Regions from separate parts of the Sus scrofa genome. Here region 2 is linked to region 1. Evidence: chromatin contacts called from public Hi-C data. All regions are on one chromosome and are shown on one strand. Each heading gives the region's core, a stretch centred on a gene start, on an enhancer-like site or on the middle of the called end of the contact. The rest is flanking DNA. Distances are from core to core; before and after follow the strand shown.

Region 1 (5,625 bases), core at 2,011-4,510:
CCTCCACAGGAACCAAACCCTTTTGGCTGGGCCGAGACCTGGGCAGACCTGGTAGAACTTCAGCCCCCTGCCTGCTTTCGGGATGCTAGACCAGTGGCCAAAGGGATCCCCCCAGCCCCCAGGATGAAGCAGGTCCCTGACTTTTAAGTGAGGGCATGAAGATTTTGGTGGGAGGGGGAGACAGGTGAGTCAGGGTGGGGCGGGACAGCACTGCCTGGGGCTCTCCATTCAACCTTGACTCATCCGCACAACTTCCTGGCTTAGGAGAAGCACAAACAACCCTGCCTCTACCCACCCCCTCCACTCCCGCCCCCAACATAGGCGCCTGGGAGGAATGGGGGAGGGCCGGGAACAGGATGGGGGAGGAGGATGCAGGGCCTGAGGCTCCTCTGACTTCATCTCTCCTCCCCACCTGCGGCACAGCTCCACTCCTCCAGTCCAGGTGGGACTGGCAATGGGACCTACTATGGGCTCCTGGCCACTAGCCCAGCCCAAGAGCCCCCTCACCCAGGAGGGAGAGAAAAAAGACCTGGCCCGGATTCAGAAGCCCATCTGAAATGGAGTTAACCTCTCCGGGGTGCCCCTCACTCTACATGCAGCAACATCCTCGCCTGTCTGGCCAGAGGTGTACTCAGGAGCAGGAGTGGAAAGTCAAGAACAGGAGTTTCCGTTGTGGTGTAGGGGAAAAGAATCCGACTAGTGTCCAGGAGGATGCGGGTTCGATCCCTGGCCTCACTCAGTGGGTAAAGGATCTGGCGTTGCTGTGAGCTGTGTTGTAGGTCAGGGCCCCGCCCCGGAGCTTGGATCCCTCTTTGCTGTGCCTGTGGTGTAGGCCGGCAGCTGCAGCTCCGATTTGACCCCTAGCCTGGGAACTTCCATATGCTGTGGGTGCGGCCCTAAAAAGCAAAAAAAAAAAAAAAAAAAAAAAAAAAGAAAGAAAGAAAGAAAAAAGAAAGTCAAGAACATACAAGAGGACTGACAGGCCGGCAGGGAGGGAGAGCAGGGTCCTGCCGGAAAGGGGACCCCACGCCCACCGGGCGCCCATCCACACCAAACACAGGGCCCCCTCCCACCCCCAGCCTCCTCTCTGGCAAACAGCCCTGGTGACTTTATTCCAGGGAGGACTAGGGGAGGGGCTGCAAGAGAGATGAGGTGGGAGTAGAACCGGGTCCTAGCCCTGGAGCCTGGGCAGCGCACCCCCCCACCCAGCCCCCTCCGCATCCACAAGACTCTCAAGCTTTCAAACTGGGTCCCTCGCTAAAGGCTCTGTTTAAACAACTAGCCTCGCAACTCCATCTGTCCCCTCAACACTGCGTCTCGCTCGTACCTGCGGCTTCCCCAGGAGCCTCTCCTGTCCCGGCGGCTCCAGCCCCACCCTCTTGCCCGCCCTCCCGGCCTCCTGCCTCCTTGTTTACTTCCTGAATCTGGCCCCACCTGGCTGGCCCCGAGGGCGGGTGGCAGGGCCCACAGTCTAGGGCCGGGAGAAAACAAGGCCACCTTCCGTGCCTCCCAGGTGGGGGGAGGGGCCGGAACAGCCGAAGCCTGAACCCCCGCCGGGAGGAGGCGGGAAGGCGCCCTCCAGGCCCAGGACCCCGCGCCCCCTCCCTGGAGCGGGGGGGAGGCCTTACCTGTCGGGGAGCTCTTAGGGCGAGGGCCCAGGTGAGGAGGCGGGAAACCCCTAGGTGACCCGGAGTTGGGGGGAGGGCCCGGGACCCTGAGGCCCCGCCCACTCCCTCACTAAGGGGAAAAAACACCCAATGGGAGTGAGGGGGGGCAGCTCTTTTAAAGTTTAATTTGGGAAGAATGCTAGAGTGTCTGCGAAGTTAATCATTACAGGCCGCTTGCCTTCACGGGGGGCCCCCCCAGCAGGAGAGCAGGGGGAGAGGGGAGAGCAGAGTCCAGGACGGGCAGACCAAGAGGGGGCAATCCCGAGGGACAGCGGGGTTGGAAGGACTGACGATGGCGGGCAGGTGCACTCTCCATCCCCGACCTGCCCGGGAGGCCCAGACTCGGACCCGGGTCTTTCCCCAGCCGCTTCAGACAAGGCACTCGCCCCCGCCCCAGGCACGCGCGCACACACTCCCCAGCACCCCCCACCACACACACACACACACGCACACGGCACTGCGGATCCCCCCGCATCTAACCCTCCAGTCTACCGAGACCACATCTTTCGGAAGCCAGGAGGGACCCCCCGCCTGCCCACCCCCACCGTCCCATCCGAGGGCATCCTTGTGGCCGAGTGGGGGCTACACTCCAGAGAGACGGCGTTCTGGCAGTTTAGGGAATCCTTGTCCCTTACTGCCCTCCAAATTGAGGGTGCCCCCGTGGCCCCCGCGGAGACGACTCTTTCATAAAGACTTGGGGGAACTCAAGCTGCGGTCAAATCAGACAGAGCAAGAGAGAGACTTGGGGCAGCTCCCTCGGTATCTGGACCCTCCCCTCTCAGCTCTCTTTCTGGGAATGTGGGGAGGGGCTAGTTTCAGCGGGAAAACCGCGTCTCCAGGAGGCGAGAATCTGTGATCTCGCTTCCCGGCCCCGTCAGCTGGTGAGTGTGCGTTTGGGATGGGGGCGACCTGGGTGCGGGGAGTTGCGGAGAGGGTCGGGAGGAGCCGGGAGGGCAGGAGATGAGAGTAGGGAAAGACTGAGGGCAGCTGGTGAGGAGGGGGCGGGATGGGAGGCTGGAGGAAAAGAGAAAGTGAGGCCGCCAGAGCAACCCAGCAGGAGGCCGAATCTTTTTCCATATGGACCCTGGGGCTCCCCACCCCCAAGATGAAGTGTCCGCTTTGGTCCTTACCTGGACCCTGGGCGTTGGTACACCGGGCTGGGGCCACCGATTTAAGGAGGAAGACGCCAAGCCCTTAACTACCTGTCCTCCTCCTGTCCCCGCCCTGGCCTGACATCACTGAGCGAGGAAGGGAAGGGGGAGCCAGGCAGACGCCTGGCCGCCCACCTGGGCAGCCAGCCAGCCAGCTCTTGGCCCTGAGACTGGCACAGCCTGGGGCCCTGGTGCGGCTAGAGGTGGGAGCAAGTTGTCTTCTGGGACGAATCTCCGTCCCCTTACCTGGAAGAGCCCCAGCAGGAGTCGCAGGACACAGGGGCTGAAGTCCGGCTCTGTCTAGGAACCTCAGGTACCTGGACTTGATTTCAAATCGGCTCCCTCTATTCTACAGGTGGTAGGAGGGTGTCCTGACTTTGGGCACAGAAGGAGGGGGAAGGCTGAGCCCTGTTGTCCAGGCACCTTGCCCAGGGAAACAAATTATCTTGGGCAGGTGGGGGCGGGGCACGGGGGAGGGGCGTGGGAGGAGGAAGCCCAGGAGGAGGGGCGGGGCCTCCCCAACACTACGCTGGCTGGGATTGTTTTTGTCCTTAGGCTGGCAGCAGGTGACTGGGGAGAGGCGATTGAACTGAACTGAGCAGCCCGAGAGCGAAGGTCCTCACCACCTGGGAGGGAGAGGCTGGGGGCTAGAAGGTCAGGGGAAAGGGCCCCGCCCACCCTTCCCAAACCTGGAATGTTCATTGGCCAATTTAGGGGGCTTGACTGCAGCTCTGGGGCCTACCCCCCTGGGGCAAAGGGCGACTCTTCGAAAGCCGGAGGCCAGCCAGAGGGGTGTCCAGCAACTTGGCCTGCCCCTTGACCTCCAGCCACAGTCTGGCCACCCAGCCTGCATCCTGGCCCCTCGGAGGCACCTGGGCTAAATCCTGTCTTCTGAGCAAAGTCCAGGGTCTCAGTCTCCTGAAATCCAAGGGGTTAGACGAGGTCCCCTGGTGAGAGGAGTGATTTGGGGAAAGCTCTGGCCAGGTGCTAGGGGACTCCCCTTGCGCTCTCCTTCAGCACTAGGCAAACACAACGGTGAAGAGCCCGCCTGAGAGGCTGAGATCAAAGACAGTAGCCACCTCCCAGCCCAAGCGGGTGACAGTTGGATAAACAAACAATTCATAGGGGTGATAAGAGGTCTGCCCCCCCCGGGGGGGGGCGTGGAGGAGTGGCTCCAGGCTCAACTTTCTCCAAACTGGGTTTTCCTTGGAAAAACCAGTATGAGAGGACTAAGCCAAGAAGTGAGGGAGGGGCGAGGTCACCTGGGCCACAGAAGCGTTTGTGCAAAGCGCAGTAGACCATTCACTCAGTCACTCCTTCATTCACTTGACTAATATTTGTTACGTACCTACTATATGCAAACCCCATGCTTGGCACTGGGGATACAACAAAATGACCTGCCCTTATCTTCATGCAGCTCCATCACAAAGACTTATGTTAATCAAAGAATACACAAATAATAAGAAATGGCACGAGACAACTACACTGGGAGAACAACTTACCTGGGAGGTTGGGAAAGACTTCTCCATGGAAGTGACCCTGGAGCAGGGGGGAAGTTGTCTTGGGGCAGGGGACAGAAGTGGATTGATGGATGGGAATGTCACCTTTCATGATGACAGAACAAGCGCCAAAGCCCTTGGCAAAAGGGGACAGAGCATCTAGAGGCAGAATGGGGGTGGAGAAGGAAGGACAGGAGGCCTTACAGGTGTGGCTGAGCAGGTATGGAAGGTGTGGCGAAAGGCTTTGTACACAGCTGTTTCTCAAAGTGTGGCCTGTGACCACAGCCTCCAACGCTCTCTAGGCTTGTGTAAAAAAACAGGTCCCTGGGCCCCTCCCCAACTACTGAATCTTGGTCTCTGGGGCCAAGACCCAGGAATGTGTGGTATTGACAAGCCCTCCGGTGGTTGTTCTGTAAACCAGGTTTAAGAGCCATCCATCCTGTCTGTCCAGACCAGCAGGAACTATGGGCAGAGGCCAGACTCTGCAGGGTCCATCTGGGCTTTAAGTAGAGGCACAGAAGAGGGGCAGACTTATATTTTAGAAAACTCACTCTGGTGTTGAAGGGTAGGTTGGCGGGGGAAGCCAGATTCGGAGGGCTGAGTACGTTTCCATTTATATGACTTTCTGGAGTGGGCAGATGAGAAGGACCCAAGGCAGATCTGGAGCTGGGAAGAAGGGAGAGGGGTCGACCACAGAGATGCCTGTGAGGAGGTAATGGAGTTGCTGGGGATCTTGGTCTTGACGGTGGACGTACACCAGTGTGTCAGCACTCACAGAAAGGTACGATCAAGAGGATGGGTATAACTGTGATAAATTATATATGGGAGTTCCCATGTGGCTCAGTGGTAACAAACTCAACTAGTATCCATGAAGATGCAGGTTCGATCCCTGGCCTTGCTCAGTGGGTAAAGGATCCGGCATTGCCGTGAGCTGTGGTGTAAGTGGCAGACACGGCTCTGATCCTACTTGGCTGTGGCTATGGCTGTGGCCGGCAACTGTGGCTCCAATTCGACCCCTAGCCTGAGAACTTCTGTATGCTGTGAGTGCAGCCCTAAAAAAAAAAAAATTATGTATGAATTTTTTTTTCCTTTTTCTTTTTACACTGCTACAGTTCTTGCAGCAGCACTGGATCAACGCACTGAGCAAGGCCAGGGATCGAACCCCCATCCTCACAGAGACAGCATCTGGTCCTTAATCCAGTGAGACACAATGGGAACTCCTGAATTTCTTAAATAAAAGCAACAATAACAAAGAATAGATTTATAGATCAAAGGAATCAAGAATCCACGTAAAAACCCTTACATTTC
Region 2 (5,625 bases), core at 1,186-3,685, 110 kb after region 1:
GAAAGAATCCAAATTACTTTCCCCAATGGTTCAACCTCCATGCCCTTTCCTTCCTGGTGTTGGGAGGCGCCTGGTCAATAAACGAAACTGGTGGAGCTGGGCTCCCAGACCTTACCCATCCCCCTATCTTCTGCTCAGTCTCTTACACATAGGACTTTGGCAGGGGCCCCAAGAAGCCATCAGAGTTAGGGTTGGGCCGGGACTAGGGGACAGAGAAGGGGCCCACCTGGAGAGGAGTGCTCTGAGAGCCGGAACAGCATGGCAGGGGTTGGTCTTCTGCGCCGGATCTAAGGAGATGGAGAAAGAGAAGGGAAGGAGAGGCGGACAGACACCTGCAGCCCACTCCCTAGCCCTCCCCGGCCCCCCCCCCCCGGGGAAGCAGGGGACAGTGCTTTGGAGTCCCCAGGCAACCTTTGCATCAAAGGCTGTCAGAGCTGAAAGGAACCCCATGGCTCACCCAACCCCCTCCTTTGACCGAGGTGAAAATCCTAGGCTCAGAAACTGTTCAGCAAAGAGCTCAAGGCCACACAGCACACCAAGGCAGAGAAGGAACAAGAACAACCCATCACTGGCTTCCAGCCGATGCCCATCCCACTCCGTGACTACTCCAGGGTCCTTCCCCTCCCAAGGTCCTTCTTCTCCTGTTTTTGAAGACATCAGACCTCAGGAGCCATGACACCCATGTGGCCCTGCCCACCTAAGGTCAAGGCAAGGGCTCCAGAGAAACTGGATCCAGGCACAAAGGGAGGCTGAGCCCAGCACTGCAGGCACCTCCAACCTCCCACAGAGGCTCAGGTGTGGACCTGAGCCCCATGTCCACAGGGGCCCCAAGGGTGGTCTTTGGGGACCTGGGTCTGGGCCCCTCTGGCAGTATTTCTCAGGGTGCAGAACTCTGCCCTGTCCTCATAAAAAACAAAAAGTTTGGTACATGAACCAAGCTGAAGAGTGGGGGGGGGGACTGAGCTCTCACAGTCACTCCCCCCCTTCCCCCCAGCTTGGCAATCAGACCAACTGTCAGTTAATTAGGTCCCCTCTGAGCTCCAGGGAAATGCACAAAGAGAACCAGGTGAATTAAGCTGAAACCGCCACCCCTCCACCCCCAGCCAAGCTCCCAGCACTGCCCTCCAGTCGGAAAGTTGCTTTCGGGAGGGACCCAGCCGGGCTCTCCATGGCCCCCTCTACCCTCCCCCAAATGACTTGGCCCCACTCTCACTGCTCTGTTGGGTGGCAGCGGCATCTCAGCAACAGGTGAACGGCTAGATTTGGGTTGGGGGGGGTGGAACCCTCTTCTCTCCCTCCATCACCCCCCACCCCCGCCCTGGAGGCCTCCCATGCCCAGCAAGGCTGTCGGGAGTGGCGAGGAGTTCTGGCCTCCGGGAAGTCTGGTCACCATCCCCCCTCCCCATGTCGTGGCTCTTCTCCTGCCTGCCAGGAGGTCCTAGAGATGACGGCAAGGCTCTGGAGACCCCAGCCCCCAGCCCCGAGCCCAGGCATGCAGGGTGGGACTAGAGAGCCGGCCAGAGAGGGGCGAGGGCAGCCGCGGAGCGGCTCCGTGTAGTGGGTCATTGGACCACGTTTCTCACATCTGACGGCACCAGTGGTCCTCCTAGTGGGAGTCTCGGGAAGGAGGACACTGTGCGGGGTCCGGAGGACAGTCCTCCCTCCCGGGATGAGGACAGGGGCCCCGGGCAAAAGTTTCTGGCGAACTTCACGCAGCACCGCCCGGCGCCCCCGCCACGTCGGACGCGGGCCTGGGACTCCTTCGCCCGGGTCCCCCAGGCCGGTTCTGAGCCCGGGGAGCAGAGAGAGGAGCCCGGGTGTTGGAAGGGAGGGGGGCGCTGCCGGGAGTGGGGAGCTGCCCCCTTACCATCTCCACCTGGCGGGGGTCGAGCTGGCTGGGGGGCGCGGGCACGGAGAACTGGATCTTCTTGCGGTCCTTGGGGTCCATGGCCGGCGGGTGGTCGGCGGGCGGGGCGCGCGCCGCGGGGTCCGGGGCTGCGATCCCGGCTCGGCTCCCCCGCGCTGCTCCGGGCGGCTCGGCGACAGCGGGCTGAGAGCGGCGGGGAGGAGGAGGAGGGCGGTTCACGCACAGATAAAAATACCGCGCCGGCTCGGGGCGGGCGCGGGCGGGGGCGGGGGCGGGGGCGGCCGCCCGCTCGCCTGCCCCGCGGGGCTCCGGGCGTCCCGGCTCGGGGCTCCGGGGCTCGCCGGTGCCTCGGTCCCCTGGCGCCGGCACCCCGGGCTCCCCGGCTCGCGGGTCTGGTCTCTGCCTCTGCTCTCCTCCCCTCGATCTCTCTCAGGGTCTCTCTCCGCCCTGCCTCGGTCCCCCTCGCTCCCTCTCCGCGTGTCTCTGACTCTGCCTCTCTCCGCCTCTCCGAGTCTCCCCCTCCGGCCCCAGCCTTGGGGTCCCCAGCCCGTCCCCTCGGCCTGGGACTGGCGCCCGGGTGCTTGGTGGGAGGGCTCAGGAGAAAGTGGCCAATGAGCACGGAGAAGCGTGTTCTCCGCGGGTGAGGGTGGGGATTGTGAGCCAGGACCCGGGGGAGCGGGCTGGGGGCCCCCTGCGGTCTCCCCAGAACTTGAAGCTGCATTATTGATGGAGTCCAGCCGGGAGGATCAGGGGGGGAGGCCGAGGGGAGCGGGGCAGCGGGGACACGGGACTCTGGCTTTAACCCCTTCCTGGCCTGGGTACTTGGAGTTTCACGGCGAGGCCTGCGAGGCCGTGAAGAGAATACCACCAGCGTGTCACGCTGTGAATGGGGGTGTCCTAGAAATCGAGTGAGCGTGAAAGAGCGGGTTGTGCGTGGGAGGACACGTGTCAGTCACCATGGCAGAGAGTTTGTGAGAGTGAGTGCCAGGGGCCCTGTGGTGCCTATACCTAGCGAGTTGGGGGGGGGGGTCGGTGTGGTGTGTGTGTGTCTAAGTGAGTAAGTGTGTCAGAGTGTCAAGGATGCGGGTGTGAGTGGCAGGCTGTGGGAAGACTGTGCGTGTGCGGGGGAGGGGGTGGAGTGGGGGTGGATGTCAGAGTCTGTCAAGGTGATGGGCAGGCTGTGCCAGCTTGCAGGGGGGTGGGGGGTACTGTACCCACAGCTCCAGCCTGTACAGTAGAGGGGGATGCGGTTGTGCTCCGGGGAGCTGTCCTGTCAGGGGTGGCGACTGTGTCCCTGCCTTGAGGTACACCCTGGAGTCACGTGTCTCCTGCCTTTTCTCTCCACATCTAAAGTGGGGGAGACAGAGCCAGCTCAGGAGGGCAGAGTTGGGGGTGGTGGGGGGCAGCCTGTAAGTACACGTGCCATCACACGTGTGAGTGCGATGCAGGAACAGAGCTGAGGGGAGAGGTGTTCATGTGTGTGTGTGTGTGTGTGTGTGTGCACGTGCTCATTTCTGAGGTGTGAGCCTCTGTCTGCAGAGGTGTTTGTGTGCATGTCTCTGAAGGGGGGAAAGGGGAGGAGATGGCCCTGGGTGTCTGAGGGGTGAGGGGCTGAAGGGTGAGTGCTGAGAGGGGGGTGTGTAGACGTGTACGTGTGTGTGTGTGTGTGTGTGTGTGTCTTCCTGGGGCTCTGTTTGTGTTGGCCCTCTTCCCTCCGGGTCACGCTCCGGCCTGGAACAGTCTGGAGTCCCCCTCCCCCACCCAGCAACTTTTCCACGCCCAGCCCCAGCGTGCTGGGTCCTTGGCAGAGGGAAAAGGAAGCAAGAGGCCAGAGGAGTCTTGTGAAAATGGGGTCAGGGGCACAAGGCAGGGCTCCAGGGTCAGCACCAAGTCTGGGAGGGAGGAGAGGGGGGCAGGAGGGCAGTGCTTTGCCCATGCGCCCTGGAAGCCCTGGTCACCCAGGGACACTCCCCCACCCCCCGGGGGCCTGGCTCCAGTCCTGCTGTGTGTGTTGACTTTTATGCTTGTCTGGAACGAGCCAGATGCCAGGTTGCTGGCCCAGGGGTGTGGGCATCTCTGGCAGCCCCTGGCTCGGCCCAGATGCCTCCTTCAGATGGCTTGTTGTGGGGTGTAACGGGTACCATGCCCAGTTTGGCAGTGCCTTGGGAGGGTTAAATGAGAAGGTCCTGAGACTGAGAAGGGGCACAGGGGAGTTCCCCTTGTGGCTCAGCGGTAACGAACCAGAGTGGTATCCATGAGGACGCGGGTTCAATCCCTGGCCCTGCTCAGTGGGTTAAGGATCCGACGTTGCTGTGAGCTGTGATGTAGGCCACAGACACGGCTCAGACCCCACATTGCTGGCTGTGGCGTAGGCCAGTGGCTACAGCTCTATTTCAAACCCCTAGCCTGGGAACCTCCATATACCTCGGGGACAGCCCTAAAAAGACAAAAGGGCGGGGTACAGGAAAGGCATGGCCTAGGCAGGAACCCAGCGGCCACTGGGCCAGTGTGAGGCTGAGGGGCCAGTGCCTGCTGTTACTGGGGATGGGGGGAGCTGGTTGGGATGAAGGGGACAGAGGACAGCTGGATGGGTAATGAGAGGACAAGGAGGCATGGCTCCCAGTGGAAACTCAGAGCCCATCCAAGCTGAGCAGACCTTAGGGACCACAGCAGCTGAGGCACCTTTGACCAGGAAGGGCTTGTTTATAGAGGTTCTGCCAAAAGGACTGGAGCTCTGGGCAGTCCTGAATCAGAAAAAGTTCGCTGGACTCAGGCTGGGGCAGCTGGGAAGGCAGCTAGACCTGGAAGATGGGGTCTTTGGGGATAGAAGGAGGGTCTTTGGGGATAGAATGGAGGGTCTTTGCCCTCTTCTCCCAGCCTTTGCCCAGGCACCCACAGCTCTGGCTGCTGAACCCTGGGCCAAGAGGGACAGGGGAACCTGGCTGACAGAGGTACAGACACAGGGACAGGACGGAGGAGGAAGGGAAGGAAAGATGGCAGAGACAGAAGATGAGAGAGAGAAAGGAGGGGGAGGTGGGAAAAACTGAAAAGAAAGGGAGAGAAAACACGTATGAGAGATGGAGAGACAAAAGGAGAAAGAGAAAGCCTCACGACAGAGAGAGGCAGGAGACAGAGATGGAGAGAGAGTAAAAATAGCTCAACATTAAGATAATTGCAGCTCACAGCTCTGCCCTCCGTTAGGAATTAAATGAGGTTTTATTACTTTGATTTTTCTCTCCTGGATCCTACGCGACTTCTCAAGAACTTGGGGAAAAGTTTTTCAGGTGGGCGGCCAGGTGGCGGGGGCTGCGTGGGTGACAAAGAGGAAGGGAACAGGGCTTCTGGGAGCTGGAGGAGGTGTGGGCAGGGGCGAGGAATGGGGCAGGGCTGGGGAGGATGGGGGAGCCCAGCAAGGGCTGGGCGAGTCCGCCGGGGTCAAGCTCATCCCAGAGGGGCTGAGAAGCAAGGGTCTGGGGTGACCTCCATTCTCTTTGACTTAGAATTAATCATATGCAAATGAGATGTAAAAATAATATGCCACTCCTCGTTATTATTCTTGAGTTAGAAGCACAGGCGGATGGGTCCAAAGAACAAATTCAAGACCTTGTTTGACTTAACTCCATTTGAACTATAGGTACTTCCACTTGGACTGACAAAAAAAAAAAAGTTTCTCATAAGGTGTCTATTAATGTGCAGTAGGTCTGAGCACACTATTTCAAGCACACAATTTCTCCTCACATTATTGTCTGGTGCCTGCC

What was found. Hi-C and Micro-C count contacts between places; a contact is called where the count stands out from the background.
Region 2: a contact with region 1 is called in a Hi-C map of skeletal muscle, with 3 times the contacts expected there. The contact joins the promoter of PPP1R1B here to the promoter of GRB7 in region 1. A contact is called at or near these places in 2 of 5 promoter capture datasets (fetal skeletal muscle and liver), 5 of 47 Hi-C or Micro-C datasets (blood, heart right ventricle and skeletal muscle) and 1 of 2 datasets of contacts at active chromatin or transcription factors (skeletal muscle).

What each region holds. Positions count from the first base shown.
Region 1 is chr12:22,580,126-22,585,750 of Sscrofa11.1, forward strand. It overlaps GRB7 (growth factor receptor-bound protein 7), which reads right to left and starts at 3,261. Exons shown (of 15, transcript XM_021067040.1): 1 at 3,065-3,261.
Region 2 is chr12:22,688,543-22,694,167 of Sscrofa11.1, forward strand. PPP1R1B (protein phosphatase 1 regulatory subunit 1B) reads right to left here and starts at 2,436. Exons shown (of 6, transcript XM_021067047.1): 1 at 1,868-2,436; 2 at 227-287. The coding sequence starts at 1,948.